Regions from separate parts of the Zea mays genome. Here region 1 is linked to region 2. A link is a contact called in public Hi-C data. All regions are on one chromosome and are shown on one strand. The core of a region is the stretch at or near the end of the contact, and the rest is flanking DNA. Distances in the headings are between cores, read along the strand shown.

Region 1 (7,074 bases), core at 2,391-4,890, 200 kb before region 2:
GTGCTTATCCTCTCTAATTTGTTGTTTAGCAGGAGGCGGATCGGAGAGATGCCTGTGGGGTGGGCTGTGGAGGGAGCGAGGGCGCTAGCATGTGACCATTTCCATCTGGGTGAAAAGTTGTTTTACTATATTATTTTTATTTGATGATCCATAACGATGAGGAGAGGAGGCTGCGGAAAGAGAAAGAAGGCCACGTGCGTTCCATTCCATGTTGCAATGCAACGTTGCTTGGCCGTGTAAAAGAGAAGAGCCGTGCCCCCGTTTTATGAGGCGGCTGCCGCGAGGCTTTTAATGGCCGCCCCAAGTCAAATGCCCTCCTCGCCTCGGCAGGCGTAAACATCTGTTTCTTTTTTTTTAATACTACTAGTAACGAGCGCGTCTGCAAGCTCTGCTCTGCATGCCCCCGCTGGCAGGCAGGGGCAGGGCCGCGCGCGTGTTTTTATTAATCCCAAAGCCTACCGATAGGGCTGCACGCACGCCTGCTCCCTCGCTTCCTAGCAATGGTTTGCATCATCCTCCGCCGTACCGTACACATGCGTGCGTGGCTCTCGTGACGTTGAGACTGGGGGAGGAGCCTCTGAGCGAGATCAGATCGGTGATTCAGGGAGTTGAGGACTGAACAAAGGACAGAGAGACGCAAATGCAATGCCACTGCCGATTGCTCTGCCACCAAATAGACCATCTATCAGCGTTCAAAGCCAAGGTAAGAACCCCCCAAAAAAGTTACTACTACTACTGCTACGGACTCCATGGATTTGAGAGATCGTCAGACAGCACGTTGGTGAGAGTCGCGTTCCGTATTTGAGGGCCAATCGGCTAATTAAATATCATTTGCTTCTTAATGGGGAGCCACATGGGCGTCACTGCCTCATCGCTGCGCGCGAGATGCTAGTACAGTACGTCTTTCCACGTCACACTCATGAAAGGTTTAAGTACTACTAGTACTCGTTGACACGCCACACACTGGAGATGAACCAGCTGCGGAGGCGCGGACAGTCCGCGGCCTAGCGCAGGAGCGGCTCCTTCTCTGTATACGTTGAAATGGCCTGTGCCTGGGGCTCGAATGGTCCACGATGGAGAAGGTCATCTTCTTTGTAGCAGACCTAGATTTCGTCTAGCGGGAGGGACTCTGTCGGTGAGGAGAGATCTTAGGTTATGTCTTAGAGTCGGCAGACCACCCAAGACGCTTCTAGTCGATGTAGAGCCGAAGAAAGGTGGAGATTTGAGGTAGATGAAGGCTAAACTAGAGCTACTCCTAATGCATAAGTTAAAAACGATAAGTATAATTGATTTGATCGATTGTGAAGGTTCAATTGGTCGTAACCCTTCATCTATATAAAGAGGGGTCTACACCCATTACAAGTCGGTTCTCGAGTTAATCCTGTAGGTTTAGCTAACAAATCCCATAAGAAATCCAGAAATCTAACGGATTCTGCGCACGCGCGGACCGTCCGTGTCGTTACCGTGGATAGTTCGGACCGCGGACCGTCAGGCCCTAAGGGCGGATAGTTCGCCATGCCACTTTCGGTTCTCAACATATGCCCCCTGCCTCTTGGTAGAGGTTGACCAACCAAAAGCATGTGTACTGCTAGCATCCTTTGAAAATAATAGATCTCACAAGTCACTTTGTTCCCGAAGTAAGAACTAAGCCTGATGCAAGTCATCGGATTTTCAATCCAATAGGGTGATTATTCAATAGAACTCTAATGCATAAATGTCGTTTCGGATTGCATCTTTCTCGACCATGACCATCTGATCCATGGATCAAAAGGTATAAAATGAAGGTGCCCCAACCTGAATAGGCAAAGGGACTATGCATATACCAAGAGTTCATCGTCGTACCATTTCACGTTTGAACAGGACAATATATCGACGTTGAGTATGCAGGTGGAAAGTATTAATGCATCATTAGATGAATAGGCGATGCTTGCTGCATCGCTTTTCGGTCAGTTTTATTTGACCGTTTGTTTTGGTGGGTGACTAGGGCTGCTTCGTTGGCCGATCGCGTAGAACGACCTTCTTGTTAGCATATTTGGAGAGCAATTGACTAAAAGTAGGGTCAGCTTTGACCAACCGACCATGTGTGTTATATGTGCTTTGGCCCCGTGTCTCTTTTGTCGCTTTGTGTGGAGGCCGACGCCTCTGGTTATGGGAAGTCAACCGGACAGTCTGCATGAGCATCGGATGGTCCGCGCCCAAGGCTTGGACGGTCTGTGATGCTCGAGTCAGGGAGCTTTGCTCGGCTGCTCGACTGAGCCTGTCCCCAGCGCCTTCGGACTTGTTAGTCTTTTTGTCCGGAGCCTTTCGAGCAATCCCTCCTTGTGATATTCTCGATGTGCGAGGGTCACCAATGATGATGTTTTTGCCTTTGTCTTTATCGGCCGTTTCGGGCCAAACCAAGACTTTTTTATTTGCTAGTTCTATTGCACTGACAGGAAATGGTTGTGTGTCCACTTGCATGTCATGAAAACTCAACCAGGCCTTATTTATGACCGATTGTATCTGTCGACGAAAACATTACAAGCATTGGTGGCATGGGAAAAATAATTATGCCACTCGCAATAAGCATGTCTCCTAATATATAAGGTAAAAACGATAAGTAGAATTGATTTGATCGATTGTGAGAGATTTAATCGGCCGTGACCATTCATTTATATAAAAGGGTGGTCTGAACCCGTTACAAGTCGTTTTTTGAGTTAATTCTACAGGTTTAGCTATCAAATTCTATAAAAAATACAGAACCCTAACTAATTCTGCGCACACGCGGACCGTCCATACCGTGGACCGAACAGTCCGCCATGCCACTTTCGGTTCTCAACAGTACTACTTGGTTACCGACGGACTTAACCATCTGGACATCTGCTAACGAAATCAGTAGAGTCCAGGTCAAAGCAACGAAATAGTCCGAGGAAAAAAAAAGAGGGAGGGAAAACAAAAACGTACCCCCGCAATGTCTGGAGTTCCGCAGACGACGGCCTAGAACACACCGTATATACAGTATACTACAGTCTACACGAACAGGTGATCTTCACGCCTTCCACATGTTAAAAAAAACTATCGAGCATCTAGAAACACAGTAAAACGCTCGAGTGGTTGGATCAGGTACATGTACATATGGACGACACAGAAGGCCCTCTGAGAGGGAGCAAAGCCTCCACGGTGTCATGATAACGTTGAGCTACGGACACAGGCAGCGGCAATGACCCGTCGTCGTCGCCAATGTAGCATGCAACGAAGAAACCACATGGACCAAGTGCAACTGTGCAAAGACATCCCATAGTGTTTGCCCCATCAGCCAGAGAGAGAGATAGGGGAGGAGGCGACCGAGAGGCGAGAGCCAAGCAAGTCCGCCGCTTCTCTCCAGTTGCGCGCCATTGGAGCGAGAGATCGTACTCCCGCCAAGAAAAGATCCGGCACCTTCTCGTGGTCTGCGGCAGCGTGGCATGGGCCGCGGGGGCCTGGGCGATGCGCCTGATACGGGTATTTACGCCCGTGGCTCAGTAAGTCAGCAGGCCGTGATTGGGGGTCCGCAGCGGCGGTAATGAGATCATGTGGAGCGCGGCGAGGCCGGCGGGCGGGCTGGCGGGCGTCTGTACGTGAGGGGCACCGAGCCGTACCGAGCGGCAGGCGGCGTGCATCAGCCGTGCCGGATGCCGCGCCAAAGCTGGGGTTGCCTGCCTGGGCTGGTTGTTGGAGTTGCTCCGGTGGCTGTGTGTCCGAGCTAGGCGACGGGCGCGCTCGTCTACCACCAGCCGAGACAGGCAGGCGGGTCGGGTAGCCGGCCAGCTCGGTCCATGTACTTGTGTTATCTGTTTGCCTGCCGGTGTGCGGTGGTATCTACAGGGTCGCGCACTCGCTGGAGCGGGCGGGCTAGAGAGATGCGGTTTATGTACCGCACTACCGCGGGACGTACCTGGCGCCATGTAGAGCTCCAATAATCATGGTAGTAAGCTCACATGCGCGGTTGAAGGAATCCTTGCGCAAGTCCGAACGTGATTATAAACAGTCGTATGGGCCAGTGGCGAATAGCCAAAAATGTTGTCGGGTCACTAGGATCAACTTCATCATATCATTACAATTTTTTTAATTTTTAACAGTGTTTTATTAAAGGATTTATAGATTTTATTGGGTCAAGTCAACTGACCTCAACAAACAACCCTAGATTCGCCCTGGTATGGGCCAAACCTAAAAAATGTAAATAAACTAATTTTTCTTTTATTTGAGGTATTTGAGTTTTCAAACTAGTCCTAAGGATTAGGTCCAACTACCCGCTCGATCTAGCTGACTAGCATTTTCGTGGATAAGAGAGAACAAGGAAAAACTCAGAGCTACCGATGAGTTTCTCGCTAGTTGATTTGCGTCTGAGAGCAAGTATAATAAGATTATGTACCAGGTTGTAAGAGATGCCACGTCAGATTTATGGCGACGTAGAAGACAAAGAGAAATAAAGAGATAAGAAAAATGGAGTGCTCGCTAGTCAACTGAAAGCATGCTTCTCACGTACTTTAATATAGCTTATAAGAGAAAGTGGTGCACCAAATAATAAATGTGAAGCTTATATCATGAAGTAATTATTATATAACTAGGCTTGCGGTTGGCCATATATATATATATATGTACAACATCATAAAGCTCGCTATAAGCTATATTATTAACCTTGCTCTCAAAAAAAATTATATTCCCTCTGTCGGTGTTTCGAAACCCGGGGGGTCCCTGGACCGACGAGTGAATTGTCGCCGCGTGCCCCAGCCCAGATGGGTCGACGCGAGGCGGAACGCGAAGGGAGGAAGAAAGCAGCCGGTGGGAGACAGGCGTGGGAGAGTGGAACCCGCGGCCTTCGTGTTAGCCCCGCGCCCAGATCGGGTGCGCTTGCAGTAGGGGGTTACAAGCGTCCACGCGGGAGGGAGCGAGCGGCCTTGCGCGAGCGCCGTCCCGTCATTCCCCGCGCGGCCAACCCTCTGTAAGAGGGCCCTGGTCCTCCCTTTTATAGGCGTAAGGAGAGGATCCAGATGTACAATGGGGAGTGTAGCAATATGCTAACGTGTCTAGCGGTGGAGAGCTAGCGTCCTAAGTACATGCCATCGTGGCAGCCGGAGAGGTCTTGGCACCCAGTTCGCGTGGTGTCATGGCCGTCGGAGGAGCACTGGAGCCTGGCGGAAGGACAGCTGTCGGGGCTGTCGAGTCCTTGCTGACGTCCTCTTGCTTCCGTAAGGGGGCTGAGAGCCGCCGTCGTCACAGGGCATGCGGGGCGCCATCATTACTCGTATGGTGGAGCGAGCCAGATGGGACGCCGGTCTTGTTCCCCGTAGCCTGAGTCAGCTCGGGGTAGGGTAATGATGGCGCTTCCTGTTGACGTGGTCGGTCCGTGCCCTAGGTTGGGCGAGGTGGAGGCTCCTCCGAGGTCGAGGTCGAGTCTGTCTTCCGAGGTCGAGGTCGAGTCCGAGCCCCCGGGTCGGACGAGGCGGAGACCGTCGACTCAGGCCAGGGTTGAGTCCGAGCCCTGGGGTCGGGCGAAGCGGAGTTCGTCGTCCTTCGGGGCTGAGCCTGAGTCCGAGCCCTAGGGTCGGGCGAGGCGGAGTTCGCCGTCTTCCGGGGCTGAGCCCGAGTCCGAGCCCTGGGGTCGGGCGGAGCGGAGTTCACCGTCTTCCGGGGCTGAGCCCGAGTCCGAGCCCTGGGGTCGGGCGAGGCGGAGTTCGTCGTCTTCCGGGGCTGAGCCCAAGTCCGAGCTCTGGGGTCGGGTGGAGCGGAGTTCGTCGTCTTTCGGGGCTGAGCCCAAGTCCGAGCCCTGGGGTCGGGCGAAGCGGAGTTTCCTATGACGCCTGAGACCGGACTTGGCTGCTGTCAGCCTCACTCTGTCGAGTGGCTCAGCAGTCGGAGCGGCGCAGGCGGCGCTGTCCTCTTGTCAGACCGGTCAGTGGAGCGGCGAAGTGACTGCGGTCACTTCGGCTCTGTCGACTGGAGGGCGTGCGTCAGGATAAAGGTGTCAGGCCACCTTTGCATTAAATGCCCCTGCGATTTGGTCGGTCGGTGTGGCGATTTGGCCAAGGTTGCTTCTTGGTGAAGACTGGGCCTCGGGCGAGCCGAAGGTGTGTCTGTTGCTGGAAGGGGGCCTCGGGTGAGACGTAGGTCCTCCGGGGTCGGCTGCCCTTGCCCGAGGCTGGGCTCGGGCGAGGCGTGATCGCGTCCCTCGAATGGACCGATCCTTGACTTAATCGCACCCATCAGGCCTTTGCAGCTTTGTGCTGATGGGGGTTACCAGCTGAGATTTAGGAGCCTTGAGGGTACCCCTAATTATGGTCCCCGACAGTAGCCCCCGAGCCTCGAAGGGAGTGTTAATACTCGCTTGGAGGCTTTTGCCGCACTTTTTTGCAAGGGGACCAGCCTTTTCTTGGTTGTATTTTGTTCCGATGGGTGCGCACGAGCGCACCCGCCGGGTGTAGCCCCCGAGGCCTCGGAGGAGTAGTTTTACTCCTTCGAGGTCTTAGTGCGTTTCGCAATACTTCGGCTGGTCTAGTTGTTCCCTCATGCGAGCTGGCCGTAGCCCGGGTGCACGGTCGGGTCCCAAGTTCTCGGGCTGGTATGTTGACGCTGTCAACGGGTCGGCCGGAGCCGGGTTTGCGAGACCAGCCCCCGAGCCTCTGCACAGGGCGAGAGGACGGTCAAGGACAGACTCGACTTTCTTACATATGCCCCTGCGTCGCCTTTCCGCAAGGAGGAGGGGGGGAAGCGCCATGTTGCCCTCGGAGGGCGCCGAACATGGTGTTTCCGGTGAGCTGCTGGCGGGTAATCCGAGCGGACGCCCGTGCCCCATTTGCTAGGGGTTGGCTAGAGGCCCGGAGGCGCGCTCCAAAAGTACCTGCGGGTGATCTGCCGGACCCGGTCCCCTTTGACGGGGTCCGAGGGCTCGATGCCTCCCTCTGATGGGATTCCGTTACAAGATCGCTCTCGCTGGTCTCGAAAATGTCCTAGGGTACCTCGGGAGCGTAACCCGAGCCTTGGTTATGTATCGAACGTACCCAGGGTCATCCCTCGCTCTGTGTCTGAGGCGACTGTGAACCCTTCAAGGGCCAGCCT
Region 2 (6,676 bases), core at 1,870-4,369:
ACTTCACCGTCCTCTGTTGCGTCTTCGCCCTCTGGTGGAGCGAAGCCTGGGGGCGGTGCTTGTGGTTGCCCTCCGGAGCTGCAGGTGCGTGCGGTGCATTCGGGAGTGGGGTGTTCGTGTCACTGTCTCTTGCTGAGGGCTTCGTCATCGCAGGCTTCTTGGGGTGTGTTGTCTGCGAGGGCCTTGCCCTTTTTCTCGGCTAGCAGCGCTGCCTTCACTGCTTCGTCGACGGATGGGGCTGCCTTCGAACTAGCTCTCTTGGATGCCATCGCGGGTGGTTTGTTCATAGCACGAACAGTGGGCGCGAAATGTTGGAACTTGCTCTCGGGGTCAAGTTAATCTAACGGGTGGGTGGTGAGAGTGTATGCAAAGTTCGGTGATGAAAGGCAATAGTTCTGTTAATCTGGCCTCTCAAGGGCACTGTATGGGGGTATTTATAGGTACTCGAGTGCCCAACGTTCCAAGGTAAGGACGTTTATGCCCTCGAGCACCTGGACTATCCCTAGAACATTCCCATTAGGAGGGATTACAGACCGTCATTATAGAAAAGCTATTACAAATCAGATCTGTAACACGCTTGTCCGTGCGTGGCCTGTTACAGTGGGCTGAATCCCACGTGGGCCTCCAGGCCAGGTGAGGACGTGGGACGGCTAGACTTTGCCGTAGTCTGGCCTTCGTCTTGCAATGAAGGTGACGAAGGGTGGGCCGTGCCGGTCATCTTGTCTTCGTTGGTGTAGTGAGGTGACGAAGTTCTGGAGCGAAGGGTAGCGTCTTCGCCTTCGCTCCAACAATACCTTTGCCTTTAATTGATCCACAACCAATGCTTATAAATCTCCAAGATTTTCTGTTCTCTGTGGTCCAACCTACATTCTTATTTCTCTAAGAACTGTTAGTCCACAAATAGTTGTCATTAATTACCAAAACATCACTAAGGGGCCTAGATGATTCATAACTACCTTACCCGAAAAAGGCAAGGGCGATATGAGGAGCTGCCAGTATAGGAAGGTTCTCAGGTCGATCATGCTGCGATGGTTTTTTGGACGAGGGATTCCTATATCGCCCCTTTTCAAGAAACCATAGCGGGGTTTTCAAGCTAGTTGAACTTTATAAATGCTTTGTAGTGCTACCTCGCCTCGTCTCCTCGGTAGAGATGAATGGGGTTTCTAGACCCCTTGGTAAATGGGTAATACGACTTGTGGGTAAAGATGCACAAACTCTGCAGAATGTAAAACTTATACTTAGTAATTGCTCATAAAATTTTGACCAACAAAATTAAAAACGATGCTCAGCCTTAACCATTTTTTGGTAAGCCTTACACTTGAGCCCCCACTAGAAGTGAGTCAAACACAATTTTACAATACTTGCTGAGCGATGACCATATAAGAGCTCACACTTGCTATAATCACATCAACTTAAGAACAGATAGCGCAAGATAAGGAGCATGAAGGATGCTACGATGAGTTCGAAGAGGTATAGTCCGTCATCTTCCAGTCAACTATGGTTGTGAATGATCGTTGTCGCTATATGATGTAATTTATTTAGTTATTTTGTACAGAACTTCTATTATGTAATAAAGATGTGACATTAATTTCTGTACCATGAGTGATCATATATGTGAGACTTAATACTAACACACATTTGAGCCAGATTTACCCTGGTATGACATAAACCCAAGGCTGAGCTGGTTGCAGTTGCACTTGCAGGGCACGACACTGCCTACTTTCAAGGTTCAGCCTCTGTCTTGGCTCCGCAAGGCCACGCCGGCCACATCAGATGCCATCGAGCCATGTTGATGAACAGGTTTCACTGAACAGGACTGTTCCTGACAAAAATGTGGCAGGGCCCAACAGGCCCTGGCCAGTGGCCACCGGCTCCCACTGGCGCTTGGTGCATGGACGTATCGATCGAGCATGCTCATTAGTCCAAGAGAGGGTCGTCTTGTGCTGGTCATACAAAAGATGGCGTGTCAGCTGATTACTATGCAGTCCAAGCTACACTTCATCATAGAAAACAAGGTTGATAGGGTTACCAACAACCAAGCTAATGGAAGGCATGGTCCAGAAACAGCCTGTGTAGTGTAGAGACAGCTACTGCATCCGTCCTATCTATTTTTAGTCAAACTATTTATTTTTAGTTAAAAACTATCTAAAGTTTAACCGAATATCTATAGAATAGAGTATTTACAATGTAGAATAGAGTATTTAGTACGCAAAATAGGTAAACAAAATATGTTCCATAACGAACCTAGTGTTGGTATCATAGGTATTAACATTTTTTCTACAAATTTAGTTAAACTTAAATCTGGTTTGACTCAGCACTATACTAAAATTGCACCTTTTTAGGGGCTGTTCTGTTCCCATCTCCTAAACTCCAGTCACTTATATTCAATAAACTGGCAATTGGTATGACTAAAGGAGGGCTCCTAAATAGAAATTCGAGGAATTCAAGGGACTAGAGTTTAGACAAGTGACTAAAGTAACCAAACAACCCCCTTACTGATGAAGTACAGAGCCGTTATTCAGTCCCAACAGCTATATGCTGCTACATTTTTATGTTTTTCCAGACAGCGAAAATGCTGCTCGTGCATAAACATGATGACCCGAAACAGGGGCCTGCTTTGCACATGGAGAAGTGAGGTCCATGCCACTGCTCAAACACATGACAGGTATGGCCTAATCCATGGGTTCTAAGGGTGGAATAGCATAAACAATCAGATCATTGGTCTAGTCATGACTCATGAGTCCCACTGGAATTGTCAGACTAATTCACTGGATTCCAACCCGGACAAAACCTATCACCTTAGGCCTTGTTCGTTTCTGTCAGATTGGTGGGTCGGAACGATTCCTAACCGAATTGCTTCTCTAATTTATATAAACTTTGATTAGGTAAAACGATTCTGGGTACAATCCGACACAAACAAACAAGGCCTTAATCCTTTGAAAGATGGTAGGAGGATATTGCGGGAAAAAAAACACAGGTGTCGACGGTACAACATGAGTACATGACACAACAGGTCAAAGAAACGTGCCAGCTGCCTTCCGAAACTCAAGGTTGGAATCGCAAAAAGAACTGGGCAACACCGAAACGAAATCATGGATCCCGTGCTTTCCACCTGTCCCAAACGCGATGTTGCGGCCACGGACCATCATGGATCGCTAATTGTATAGTGCCATCAATCATGAATCAGCAACAGAAACCATCACCAATTCAGGGAGCTACCACTAGTGTTGGTTGTAAAAGGATGCCAGCTAATCTTGCTCTTGTGTCTCCAGACATACACATTTTCTTGCGCCATTCAGAGATATTCAAATAACCATAATGCACGGCTACCATGACAAAACTGAATTCTTCATAGCACATGCCTGCACTCATCATTTTTGTTTTATTATTTGGACAGGGAGCATGTGCAAGACCATGATTTGAAAAGGTTATACTGTCAAGAGATTTTGTGCTGCAGATAGGCAAGCAGGCAGTGTTTTGCAAAGCACCACAACTCTTTGTTTGGAATAAAATTGTTCGATTCATCAATCATTAGGGTTAACAGGGTTCCAACAAATGGACTCCATACGGTGTTCCAAGCAACCAATGAACTGACAATAAACTACTCCATTAATACTGTTGTGCTGAGGGGAGACAATGAAGCTGGGTTACAAGCAACATGTCGCTATACAACATACAGGAGAAGTCAATCTTGAAACACTTGCCATTGTGGGCCTGGGGCCAAATTGACAATCAATACAATGATGCAAGTAAAAAAATCACCGTGAGTCTGACTACACCTTGGCATTCTTTCTAGCAGCCAGTAGTTGTGTGCTACCTGAATTATCTCTTGGCGAAACAGTATAGGATAGCGTAATTTGTGCTGGGTTCGGTTCCGCCTCTTCACGGAATTTGACATCAAAAGCAATCGATTGGTAGAGACAAACTTCATCTTCTTTACAGTAGTAAACCTACAAGATAGAATAGAACATACTCATTCATAATCTGATAATCCTAAGGGAAAAGATTTCCTTTAGTTGATTTTTATCTATTTGTGCAACCAGTAAATCTTTGATAAGAAAATATATCAGCAACACAGTACTTTGTTAACTAAGAAACAACAAATGGCACACATAGCATATCGTACAGCAGAGCCTCGTGCATCCTAACTCCAGCAGGGAATGCACACAAATTTATGGCGACCATATGAATAGGATGGTCTTTATTGACTATTTTCCTAGCAGGGAACTTGTACCAGCTATAATACAACTTGACTCCTGTTTACACATATCATCCTACCTTGAGGCAGTTTTTACCACTGCCGCCATCAAATGGCACCAATTAATTACAACACTATTTCTGTATTTATTAAGATGCTTTCCCATTCCTTTCTAGGATTGACTTGGTCACTTGTCACATCTTGATTCATGTGGCAAGAGATAAAGTAAGGTAGTGCGAATAATCTAACAAATTAATAAATGACATTGCTGATTCCATGTCACTACCTTGCAGTTTATCCTTCCCATTGACAAGGATGATGATATCCTTCTGAACTTCAGTGATGCCAGCCCTTCCGAGTTTAGAAAACCGTTCGCTGGTTCAATCTCAACTGCATTAGGCGGCTCTGTTTCCACATCAAATTTACTGCGGGCTTCCTACACCTCAGCGAAAAAACTTTAATACAAGCACTGTTGAATGCTGTACCACACAGTCACTAGTGACTACCATGAATAATGCAAACTTGCAAGTAAGATAAGAAAAAACAATGTCTTATGGTTATTGATGACCTTGGAGAAATGGTAACCATCAGGTACTGTAACTGCAAGAGACAAGAATCCTTCCTTTGAAGAACCACCATCGACATTAATAACATCTGTATCTGCCGATAATCGCCGTCTTAGGCGTTTCAACACCTTCGGTTTTGGTGATGGCGGTTGTACTCCGATCAACTCTAGTGTCTTCACCTCAGCACCTTTGTCACTAAGAGTTATATATCTGATTGTGTTGTTGTTTGTATCTGCTACAAGAAGCCTTCCTGTACATATATCAGTTACACCATTGTATTATATTCACTTTCAGTTTGCAGTACAGCAGAACACAAAGGATAATGAGGAAAAAATTCAATGTAGAATCTCAAGAGCTGTATTTATCAAGTAGTAACTGTATCAAGGCCAAAACTGCTCAAGGACATGGAAAGTGATGTTGTGTGGCTAATGGACACAGAAAAGTTCAATTGGTGTTGTGTGGCCAATGGATACAGAAAAAAAGTTCAATTAGTTCGAGATGCCAGGGACACCTACACCTCCGCCGCGGCCACCCGCGGCACCTGTCGAGACGCCGGTGTACCACCCGCCGCTCCTTCACCGCGACCCGCGGCACATCCACCCGATGGTGACGCGGCACGCGGCTGGTACCCTGCCGCCCCGGGTCCTGGCTGCCACGACCGGAGACTCGCAAGCTTCTCCGGTACCCACCTCCGTCCGCACCGCCCTGCTGGACCCCCACTGGCGTCGGGCGATGGAGGAGGAGTACTCGGCGCTCGTCGCCAACCAGACGTGGGATCTGGTGCCCCGTCCGCCCGGCACCAACGTCGTCACCGGCAAGTGGATCTGGACGCACAAGCGGCGGGCCGATGGTACCCTGGAGCGGTACAAGGCTCGCTGGGTCCTTCGGGGCTTCACTCAGCGCCCCGGAGTAGACTACGATGAGACCTTCAGCCCGGTTGTGAAGCCGGCCACCGTCCGTACGGTGCTCTCACTGGCCCTTGCTCGCTCCTGGCCAGTTCACCAGCTCGACGTCAAGAACGCTTTCCTGCACGGCACCCTCACCGAGACCGTCTACTGCTGTCAGCCGGCGGGGTTCGTGGACTCCTCACACCCTGACATGGTCTGCCGGCTCAACAGGTCCCTCTACGGCCTCAAGCAGGCCCCCCGGGCCTGGCACTCCAGACTGGCTACGTTCTTGGTGACCCTGGGTTTCGTGGAGGCCAAGTCAGACACGTCCCTGTTCGTCCACCATCATGGAGCAGAGACTGCCTACTTGCTTCTCTACGTGGACGACATTGTACTCACTGCCTCCAGTCAGTCACTTCTTCGCCGCCTTGTCGACGCGCTTCAGCGGGAGTTTCCGGTCAAGGATCTGGGCGTACTTCACCATTTCCTGGGGGTCACTGCTGAGGCTCGTCCCTCCGGACTCCTACTTCACCAGCGGCAGTACACTCTTGACATTCTGGAGCGGGCCAAGATGACTGACTGTAAGCCCTGCTCTACCCCAGTCGACACACAGGCGAAGCTCTCTGAGGCCCAGGGTGACCCCGTCGAGGACCCCACCGGGTACAGGAGTCTTGTTGGTGCCCTTCAGTACCTCACCTTCACCAGGCCGGACATCTCCTACGCTGTGCAACAGGTCTGTCTCCATATGCACGACCCCCGGAACCCCACCTCGTGGCTCTCAAGCGCCTCCTCCGCTATCTCCGGGGCACCGTCGATTACGGACTGCTTCTTCACCGGTCTACATCCTCCGACCTGGTCGTCTACACCGACGCTGACTGGGCAGGGTGCCCAGACACTCGGCGCTCTACCTCCGGCTTCGCCGTTTTCTTAGGCGGCAACCTGGTGTCCTGGTCGTCGAAGCGCCAGCCGGTCATCTCCCGCTCGAGCGCCGAGGCGGAGTACCGTGCCGTGGCCAACGGCGTGGC

Evidence for each region. Hi-C and Micro-C count contacts between places; a contact is called where the count stands out from the background.
Region 1: a Hi-C map of ear shows a contact between it and region 2, with 2.7 times the contacts expected there. The contact joins two enhancer-like sites. A contact is called at or near these places in 8 of 25 Hi-C or Micro-C datasets (bundle sheath, ear, leaf and 3 more).

What each region holds. Positions count from the first base shown.
Region 1 is chr1:50,811,622-50,818,695 of Zm-B73-REFERENCE-NAM-5.0, reverse strand. No RefSeq gene overlaps it. Among protein-coding and RNA genes, the nearest start is that of LOC100274900, 4.9 kb to the left of the region's middle. Within about 2 kb of position 3,640, at least 10 of the 20 cell types and tissues checked have an H3K27ac peak or open chromatin away from gene starts, as enhancers often do. A contact at or near this core is called in ear, root tip and tassel, where this site is marked.
Region 2 is chr1:50,615,689-50,622,364 of Zm-B73-REFERENCE-NAM-5.0, reverse strand. It overlaps LOC118471883 (protein SUPPRESSOR OF QUENCHING 1, chloroplastic-like), which reads right to left. Exons shown (of 28, transcript NM_001395056.1): 26 at 4,767-5,014; 27 at 4,485-4,634; 28 at 3,593-3,950. The coding sequence ends at 3,774. Among protein-coding and RNA genes, the nearest start is that of LOC118473617, 34 kb to the right of the region's middle. Within about 2 kb of position 3,119, at least 9 of the 20 cell types and tissues checked have an H3K27ac peak or open chromatin away from gene starts, as enhancers often do. A contact at or near this core is called in ear, root tip and tassel, where this site is marked.